Linked DNA regions of Zea mays: all the other regions are linked to region 2. Evidence: chromatin contacts called from public Hi-C data. All regions are on one chromosome and are shown on one strand. Each heading gives the region's core, a stretch centred on a gene start, on an enhancer-like site or on the middle of the called end of the contact. The rest is flanking DNA. Distances are from core to core; before and after follow the strand shown.

Region 1 (3,073 bases), core at 294-2,793, 560 kb after region 2:
CTACTTGCACGTGCAGGCGAAGCTTTTTTATACGTTGCTTCGACTGAAGATCAACTTCGTCCATCAATAATAGTGTAGCTAAAACACACTTGTTTGTGCCGAGTAGAAGTTTAATTGAGGACCTTCGGCATAATAGGCCCCGAACAAATAGAATCTATGCTTTCTATTAATTCTCCATTGTATAAGGGGCTTAATGCACATTTACCTGTATGTACCTATGTATATATACTGGCCTTAGGGCCTCATATTGAATACAAGTGTATTCATAACATGATACCAGAGTACATGGGCCTCATATTGAATATCGTTTAATCAGACTACACAGGTGTTTAAATGGACTAAAAATGGATTATATGGGATTAAATATATTAAACAGCATAAACGACCAATATAGCTAGCTACTGAGTAGCGTTAAAACGACGTGTAAATGGTCTAACGGCCGTTTAGGATAACACTGATTTATACTAGTTCGAACAGAACGTCCCTGCTTACAGTCATCGGTGGCTTGCGCTACTAGCACTATTGATGATCAAAGCTCGTAGCAGGGGTTACAAGCGAGCGAGAGAGGGAGGAGAGGCTCCCAAGTCTCTTATTTATGGTGGATGTGGTTACATAGTGGAGTCCTAACTAAGACTTGGCTTGGCAGCGGGCCTCCGGCCTCCTGGTCTTCCTCCTGTTCGTTAGTCTTTCTGGGCGTCGTCTCCTAGTCTAGGACCGTCCTTGTGTCCACCATGTCTCCGAGAGAAAGGAACCTCCCATGTCCGGGGGCTAGCCTCCTCCTTTTATAAGCCAAGGAGGGGGTCGGCCAGCGGTGGCTTCCTTAGGAAGGAGCCACCGAGTGATGGTAAAACTGAGCATTCTACTAAGGGGTAAAGCCACGCGTGCTCGTGGTCGTCTGGCTGTCTTGTATTCTTTATTGCGGACAGAGCGGGTGGCGCGGGTCCTGAGCGCCAATTAAAGAAAATCTAAAAGTTAAACGGCCAACCAAACTTAATACATCCTTTTTCTACTAATCTCGAGGACGAGATTATTTTTAAGGGGTAGAATTTGTAACACCCTAAAATCATATTTTAGGTAATGTAGGAAAGTTTATATCAATAATTGAATACTTATGTTTTGAAACAAGGAAATAAATGAAAAGAGTCCCCATTCTCCAAGGAGTTAAATTACCCCTTCCATCGAATCCTATATGTTGAAATACTCTATGAAGAATAGCACAAAAGTATTGCCTAAGAAAGGTTTCAGGGTTAATTATGAAGAGGTGATAAAAAATTTAACTTTAAATAAAGTTATTACTAAAATTATTACAGGATAAGTACTATGAATTGAGGTCCTTAATTACTTACTTATGTGATCTATTCTTTATCAAGTTTATATGATCTAAAGCATTTACTTAGAGAAATAAAACAATGACAATGAATATATATATATACTTCGCATTCATGCTGGGATTTTTATTGTGCATTTACTTTGGAATTTGGATAGCTTGATTTGAGTTTAAAACTCGAAACCAAAATAGAAATAGAAAAAAATAAAAAGAAAAGAAAACAATGGAGACTTACTTGTCGGCCTAGCAAATCGGCCCATGGCCAGTCCACCCACAGCCCAACTACATTTCCCTAGCCAGCCCATCCAGTCTTTTCACGCCCGCGGCCCGCCTGACTGCGTGCACCGCGTGCCCGCGCCTCGCCCTTACACCGACGGGGTCCCACAGGACAGCCACACCGTGCGCCCGCATTCGCTTCCACGTGGGACCAGTGCGTCGGATGGTCATCCACCTCGAGTCGGTACGGACGGAAGACAGTTAGCGCAATTCCGGCCGTCCGGGTGAGCTCTCCACCGATTGTGGCCCGGCCGGACTCTTCCCTGGGGAGTATAAAATCTCGGCTCCCGAGATCCTATGACCAGCACGCGCGTTCGCAAAATCCACCGAGAGCACCATCGTTCACCACCAAGCTGAGAGAAGAGAAGGCGGAGGGAGATCGAAAACAGGCCGTCGCCAATTCGCCATGGGAAGCTCGGCTGCATGGTCGTTCAGGTCACGTGTGGTGGTCGGATATCTTCTTCGGAGCACGCTGGAGAAAAGGGTGTCCCCGGCGGTCACGATTGATGGACTACGGGAAAGGAATTCCTTACCGGAGCTACTCTGCATGGTCCGGGTAAGTAATCCTTTGCGTGTTAAGACAACTGTTTTTTTTCTATAATTACAATAAAACACACCTGTTTTTTTGTTGTCACCATGTTAAGACAATTTGGGACAATGATTACATATATACTTGTTAAATCCACCTAGAGCCAATACTCACGTCCTAAAATATAGTGTCTTTTATATTTGTTGTATGGTAATCTATTTTAAACTTAACTAAATTTATTAAAATAAACATGGTGTATGCTCCATTAGAGACATTATAGAATAACTATTTTATAACTGTGGTAAAAATTAATATCTTTTCTTATAACTTTAGTATCGGAGTGAGTGCATGAATAAAACCATTTCCAAGTATGACAACATCAAACAGATCCAACGATTACCTGATAATGCCTTTTGGAAACTTAACCTAACCCGTAATGCCTCAGAATAGGAAGAAAGATATGTAGGGAGAACCTGTCGATCAGCGTGCATGCTGATCGGTGAAAGCGCCATGTCACTGCACCTGGGAGAGCAGGGTTGTAATCTGTCACTTGTGACCAAATGAGCCCCACGAAGCCTTTTTTTTAGAAAAGGAAGATATATTAATTTCAAGTGCATTACAACAAGGTGAAGCAAAGTCTTGAAACAAGTATCTTTCGAACTCAGTTCAATACAGAACACACAGCCCAACAACACAAGATATCTTGAAGTCAATCTTACTCTAGTAACTATCAATCTTTAGACTAGATCGCCACCCATAAACCCGAAAAAAAAAACTCCGTGACTAAATACATCAAGTGGAGTGAAGCCTCCATAACAAGGTCATATGCATCCTTACGTTGCAGGGGCACCTATGAGCACATCCAGTGCAAGCCCCACGAAGCTATCTTGTGGCAGAGCCAAACAAAAAGATAGAGCGGGTCATGTGTTGCCTGTCAGTTT
Region 2 (3,027 bases), core at 17-2,516:
CCTGCCGCTGGGGAGGACGGGGCAGTCGACGAAGCTGTCGCCGGCGGCGTCGACGCAGAAGTAGAGCTGGTAGAGCTGGCTGTTGCCGGCCTCGTCGCGGTTGCACTCCACGTAGGGCTCGAAGCCGGTGCCCTGGCGGATGGCGCCCTTGATCTGGCTCAGCGTGTAGTAGCCGCCGTCGGGCTTGACGCCGGCGGAGGTGAGCGCGCCGAGGACTCCCAGCTGGTCGCGGAGGCGCAGCGCGGCCTGGAAGTAGCCGTGCTCGTCGAAGACGTCGGCTGCGCAGGTGCCGTGCTTCTCCCACTCGTGGCCCCAGAAGCGCAGCCCGTCGTTGGACGGGCACGCCAGCGTCGGCCACTTGGCGCGGAGGCTGCTCAGCAGGTCGCTCACCTGGAACGTACAGTACATGCCAGCATCAGTCAGCATCGGATTTTTTTTTTTTTTTTTGCCAATAGCAGAGAACAGAAAGACCTCGCCGAATGAACAGCAAAAGCGCCAACAATCTAAAGCGTAACGTACGTCGTGAGGACACAATGCAAAAGACGTACGTGTTGGCACTTGGCACGCGCGGATGAAACCCAAGAACACGCCGCCGCGGCATGATCAAACACATGCGGGGCGGGGCGGCGCGAGAGGAAGAGGGGAAGGGGAAGATGAAGAATCGCGTGTGCATGCACCTTCGACGGGTTGAAGGCGTTGTCGGGGCTGCAGTTCTGCGGGTACGTGCCGTCGTCGCGGTTGGGCCAGAGGCCGTGGATCCCGAAGTCCGCCGCCGGCTTGCCGGACTTGGGGTAGCAGCAGCTCTGCTTGGTGTCGCAGTAGGCCCCCGGCCACTGCAGCACGAGGTAGAAGAAGTCGTAGTCCTGCGCCGCCGCGCGCCCGGCGACGGCCAGGACGACCAGCAGGACGAGGGGCAGGGAGAGCCGGCGCGCCGCCGCCATGGCCGGCCGGATAGCGCTGGTACGGGTTGGTTCTTGGGAGCTAGATGGACGGGTGGACAGAGTAGAACTTTGTTGCTTGCAGCGCAGGGATCGAGGTGGGAGATGAAGGTTGCGAGGCGCTGGGGGTGCGAATTTATAGGAAGCTTTGGGCGTGGGATCGGGAGGCAGCTAGGGTGGATGTGGATCCACGGCAAGGCGACGGTGGCGCGCACGCATGCGTATGGCAACAAAATGGCAGTAGCGCGCGGGGGCATATTCCCACGGGGACGAAGAAAAAGGAAACGGAAACCTAATCGTGCAATTCAAGAAGCGAGTGATCGCTTGCTTGCCGCAGCCTGCTGCAAGACATGGAAGCTAATTAACGAGCGGCCGGCTGGGGTTGATAGGTGTGGAAGGCAAGTAGGGCCGTTTAGCTGGAGAGTGACAGGGAGCTCGACATGCATGCATGGCTTGTGTGTGTTGTGGACTTGTGGTCGGCACGGCGGGACCACTCAGTCTGAATAATCCGACCTGCGCGCAGCGTTCACGCTTCACGGACGGTTTTCTTTATTTATTTGGAATCCGTTTCTACTTATCATTGAACTAAAACTAATGAACGGATGGAAAATAATGCATACAGTGGATATTATTTGGTAGTGCTGGATATCGAGCCGACTCGACTCGACTCGACTCGACTCGACTCGACCCGACCGAGACCAAACTGGCTTGTTAAGATAACACTTGAATCGACTCGTGAAGGGACCGAGCCAGATAACTAGCTCGGTTTGACTCATTTGCGAGCTCGAGTTGGCTTTAGCTTGTTTAGCTCGCGAACCATAACAAAAAAAACAATATAATCAATTACTATTTAATTGTAGACCAATTTAATATTAGAAAAGATTAATAATACTCACAATTTCACGTACCACGTCAATCCAACATCAAATTATCAAATTTCATCACTTATTAGTTCATCCATTACAAGTGCGGGGGTATGTTTTTTGCTCATTTAAGTTAGCGAGCTCGACTAGTTAACAAACCGAACTGAGATGTTAGCTTAACTCGTGAAAGGTTTGAAACGAGCCGAGTCGAGCCCTAGTCAAACCGACCACGAGTCGAACGAGCTCACGGGACATGAGTATTTTGTCCAACCCTACTACTTTCTCGAGAGAGAACATTTACAGATTTACTCTTCCTTTTTGGGTTTCTGTAGAGAGGACTGTGGTCGAGAGTCCAACGCCGGTCTCCATCTCCAGTGACCAAGCGTGTAATCGAGGTTCCGCGCGCTTCTTTAATTTTCACACACACACCGCACACACAAAATAGGAGGATCGATGAGAAAAAAACTTGTGCACGATACGTGCGCAGTAGGGCACGTACGTCTCCTGGTTGGATATACCTTAGGGTGTACTGTTTGATTACACGGCGCGTAGGACCACCTCTTCGTTATCCCGGCGTGCTTTCCCGCTGCTGGGCAACGGCGGCGTACATACGTCGTGTCGCCGGTGAGCTTTCCTTGTCACGGTGGGGAAACAGGGGCGATCCAGCGGCCCAAGCGGCGGCAATCGTCATCGTGTACGTGGCGGCCGGAGCACGGACTTCTTTCTTATTTGGCAGCTAATAATAAGTATATATGAGACGTACGTGCCAACAAGGAGAAGAAGCCAGCAACAAGTTCTGCCACACACCATGGCAGGCAGGCAGGCAGGCAGCGTTACGCGACCATTTCACAGGAATCATGGTACCAACGGACCGCCATGTTGCTGGTGGAACCCCCTTAGCTTAGCTGGTGAATTGAAGCGGCCGACGTCACGTCACGTCACGTCACCGGCGAGGAACGTGGTCGGCTGTCGTGTGCGTGATCCAACAAAGCAGGATTAGGTCAAACGTAACACTTGTGAGTTGTGATGCAACAGAAAAGCTGTTCGTTTCGTGTTCGTCTCGCGTAACTCTCATCTGAGACGCCAAGTCTGTCGTTGCTTAATTGACACCATCTTTTTTTTTCCTTCTTCTTCTTCAAAAGGGTGGTTGAAAGCTACAAACGTTCAGCGTTTTGGACGTGACCCTCTTAGCTTGCTTCATCCATCTGTCTTCCTATCATGCATCC
Region 3 (3,321 bases), core at 429-2,928, 600 kb before region 2:
TAATTTTTAGTCCCTACATTTATTCTATTTTAGTCCCTAAATTGCTAAAATACGAAACTTAAATAGAGTTTTTGTTTCCGTATTAAGCAATTTAGGGACTAAAATTGAATAAAATAGAGGGACTAAAAATTAGTCCCTAGAAGCCAAACACCCCTTAGTACTGCCTGCTTTTGCCTTATTCTAATTGGCTACCTATTTGCTTGCATTCAGGCACATGATGAGAGAAGCAGGGACTACACTCTTTCAGACCCTAACGTGCAGCTGCAAGCTGCTGCACAAACGCCAGTTCTAAGGTCTCCGGGAGTGGCATGGCAGAACACTGCATCAGTACCAGCTGCTCCTTTTTATGCAAGCACAGCGACTTCAACTCCTATTGGAGTTGGACAGGTGGCTGCTTGGAATCCTAACATGCAGGCAGGGAGTTTTGCATCTGCATCGACTGCATACCCCAACCAACCATTAATGGCCAACTCCATGCCTCACTATCCTGCTATTGGATCGAGTTCCGGTGCCCCACCAGTAGCATTTCAGGCTTCGCAGCAGATGACACAGTATAGCATGCCCCCTGGTGCTCCGCCGCACGCACCACCAGCTGGCCAATCGATTTACTACCCGAAGTAAGCGGTTTTGGTTCAATATTATCAGAGAGCAATCAGGCATTGTTACCTGCGACAATTGTGGTCCGCAAATGCAATCTTGCGAATTTTGCAAGTGCGCTGTAGCACTTGTAACTTGCGAGCGCCCTTCGCAAGAATGCATCAGCGTCTGCTGTGTCTGTAAAACTGTCAAAGATAGTGTTTACCTATTAGCTTGCATGGTATATTGGTGGTGAGATATGTTGGAGTAGTTTTGATGCCTCAAGAATCTCTTACGCATCTTTTTTTTTTAAAAAAAACTGCGCTTTGCTTTTGGTCTTGCCGTGCCTTTTGTAGCAAGCAGTGCTATGGTAGAGTACTGGAGCACCGAGAACGTACTGCTGAATCATTCCGATTCAGAACTTTAACTTGGGCACATTTTGTATGGAAATGTGCTGTTTATTCTTCATATCCGTTCCCATGCCAACCCATCACCCTGTGCGACAAAACAAACAATAAACAACGCAATCAATTGACACCCATCACACAATGCTGCAAACAAGTAATGAACAACGCAAACGTTGTAATCCCGCGAAACGATCCAACTAAAAAGCAGTACAGCACCAAGAGGCTACTGTTGGCTTCCAAGTCAACCGTTGATCCAAAACTGGCTACTGTTGCCTGTTGGGCTCCAAGTCAACCGTTGATCCAAAAATTTTTGCCGTGCAGGAAGATACTCTTGTCGGTCGGTCAGTGCCATGATTGCGATCGATGTTTTTTTCCTAGGCCACCGCAGCGCTAAATAATCTAAACAGGATCGATCTGGACCAGACATTCCTCACGCCTGCCTGTCCGACGTGGCAGCCAACACTAGCCATGGCTGACACTCCCATCCAATGGCAACACTCTCATTGATTCCCCCGTATCCCTCCCTGCATCCGGATAAGGATAACGCTGGCTGGATAAGAGACGGGGCTTCTCATTGGCCACACACGTATCAGACAGCATCCCGTCCGTCCGATCCGTCCGCACGGCGTATCTCCGCCGTCGGCCGCAGCCGGCGTCTCCTGGCCACACCCGCCGCCCCGGCCCGGCAGGCGGCAGTTTAATACAAACCAGGCTTGCTCGTGGCGGCAAAAAACCAACGTGCTTGATCTCCCTCCGCCACTCCATCCATCTCCTCGCTCCCAGTCCCCGGGAAGCATGGCGTCCGTCACCGCCCGCGCCCCGGTAGCGGCCCTTCGCCCGTCGTCGGCATCGCTCAAGTCGTCGTCGGCCTTCCTTGGCCACTCTAGCCGCCTCGGCCGCACCGCGTCTCCCACGAGGCGCAGCCTCAAGGCGGAGGCCAAGGGCGAGTGGCTCCCCGGCCTTCCCTCCCCCTCCTACCTCGACGGCAGGTCAGTGCTTCTTTTGCTAACTCTGGTCTGGCCACACTGGATAGCCCGCCCGCAGCGATGGCTGGCAGATGACTGACGACATGCCCATCGCCCATGTATGTACGTGTACGTACCGCGCGCGCGCAGCCTGGCGGGTGACAATGGCTTCGACCCGTTGGGCCTGGCGGAGGACCCCGAGAACCTGCGGTGGTTCGTGCAGGCGGAGCTGGTGAACGGCCGGTGGGCCATGCTTGGCGTGGCCGGGATGCTCATCCCGGAGGTGCTGACCAAAGCCGGGCTGATCAACGCGCCGCAGTGGTACGACGCCGGCAAGTCGGAGTACTTCGCGTCGTCGTCCACGCTGTTCGTGGTCGAGTTCATCCTGTTCCACTACGTGGAGATCCGGCGGTGGCAGGACATCAAGAACCCCGGCAGCGTCAACCAGGACCCCATCTTCAAGAGCTACAGCCTGCCGCCGCACGAGTGCGGCTACCCGGGCAGCGTCTTCAACCCGCTCAACTTCGCGCCCACGCTCGAGGCCAAGGAGAAGGAGCTCGCCAACGGTGAGTAGTAGTAGTAGTAGTACCGTCGGCCACTTTCCGATCCTTCTCTGACGACGGTTATGATCTCATCATCCGGTTCTGCGTGCAGGGAGGCTGGCGATGCTGGCGTTCCTGGGCTTCCTGATCCAGCACAACGTCACCGGCAAGGGGCCCTTCGACAACCTGCTGCAGCACCTGTCTGACCCATGGCACAACACCATCATCCAGACCTTCTCCGGTTGAGTCGAGGTCGAGGAGGGATACGATCCATCGCTGGTGAGCTGATATGGACTGGAAGGCAAACATTGAAACCTTAAGTTCCTTTCTGGATCAGTTTGTGTGTGTTGTTAATCTATCTGGAGGGTACAGATTCGGGCCGTGTTGCAATGCATGCATGGTCTGAAGGGAGCGAGGGCTGAGGAGTGACTGGTATGTACATTAGCTGAAGGGGATATTAAGGGTAGAGATCGTTTGATCAGTATCATCTGTATATCCCCATGCATGGGGTTTCGTTTTGTGCGCTTACTTCTGGCTTGCCAGCGTATGGTTCAATGTGGAAACACATGTATTAGTACGAGAACTAGTAGACTTATAATTAATATAAATCAAGCACGTACGACTTCTAGCTAAAAACAACTCAACCTACTCGGAAGCCCTGAGAATGGTAAGCAACCACATTAGGGCTTGTTCGGTTATTCCTATCCCATGTGGATTGGATGGGATTGAAAAAAATTGTGAAAGATTTTGACTTGTTTGGAATTGAAACCCATCCAATCCCACCCAATCCACATGGATTGAGAGCAAAACGAACAAGCCCTTATTCGGAAG

Evidence for each region. A called contact is a pair of places that touch in the nucleus more often than the background predicts.
Region 1: a contact with region 2 is called in a Hi-C map of bundle sheath, with 4 times the contacts expected there. The contact joins the promoter of LOC103643270 here to the promoter of LOC100192110 in region 2. A contact is called at or near these places in 3 of 25 Hi-C or Micro-C datasets (bundle sheath, ear and endosperm).
Region 3: a contact with region 2 is called in a Hi-C map of tassel, with 4 times the contacts expected there. The contact joins the promoter of LOC100284001 here to the promoter of LOC100192110 in region 2. A contact is called at or near these places in 3 of 25 Hi-C or Micro-C datasets (bundle sheath, ear and tassel).

The regions. Positions count from the first base shown.
Region 1 is chr1:217,372,525-217,375,597 of Zm-B73-REFERENCE-NAM-5.0, reverse strand. LOC103643270 reads left to right here and starts at 1,543. Exons shown (of 3, transcript XM_023301327.1): 1 at 1,543-2,159. The coding sequence starts at 2,010.
Region 2 is chr1:217,936,612-217,939,638 of Zm-B73-REFERENCE-NAM-5.0, reverse strand. LOC100192110 reads right to left here and starts at 1,266. Exons shown (of 2, transcript NM_001137533.1): 1 at 678-1,266; 2 at 1-390. The coding sequence starts at 941.
Region 3 is chr1:218,540,979-218,544,299 of Zm-B73-REFERENCE-NAM-5.0, reverse strand. LOC100284001 reads left to right here and starts at 1,678. Exons shown (of 3, transcript NM_001156899.2): 1 at 1,678-1,972; 2 at 2,099-2,514; 3 at 2,603-3,121. The coding sequence starts at 1,779. The coding sequence ends at 2,736. LOC100217199 reads left to right here. Exons shown (of 11, transcript NM_001143558.1): 11 at 211-915.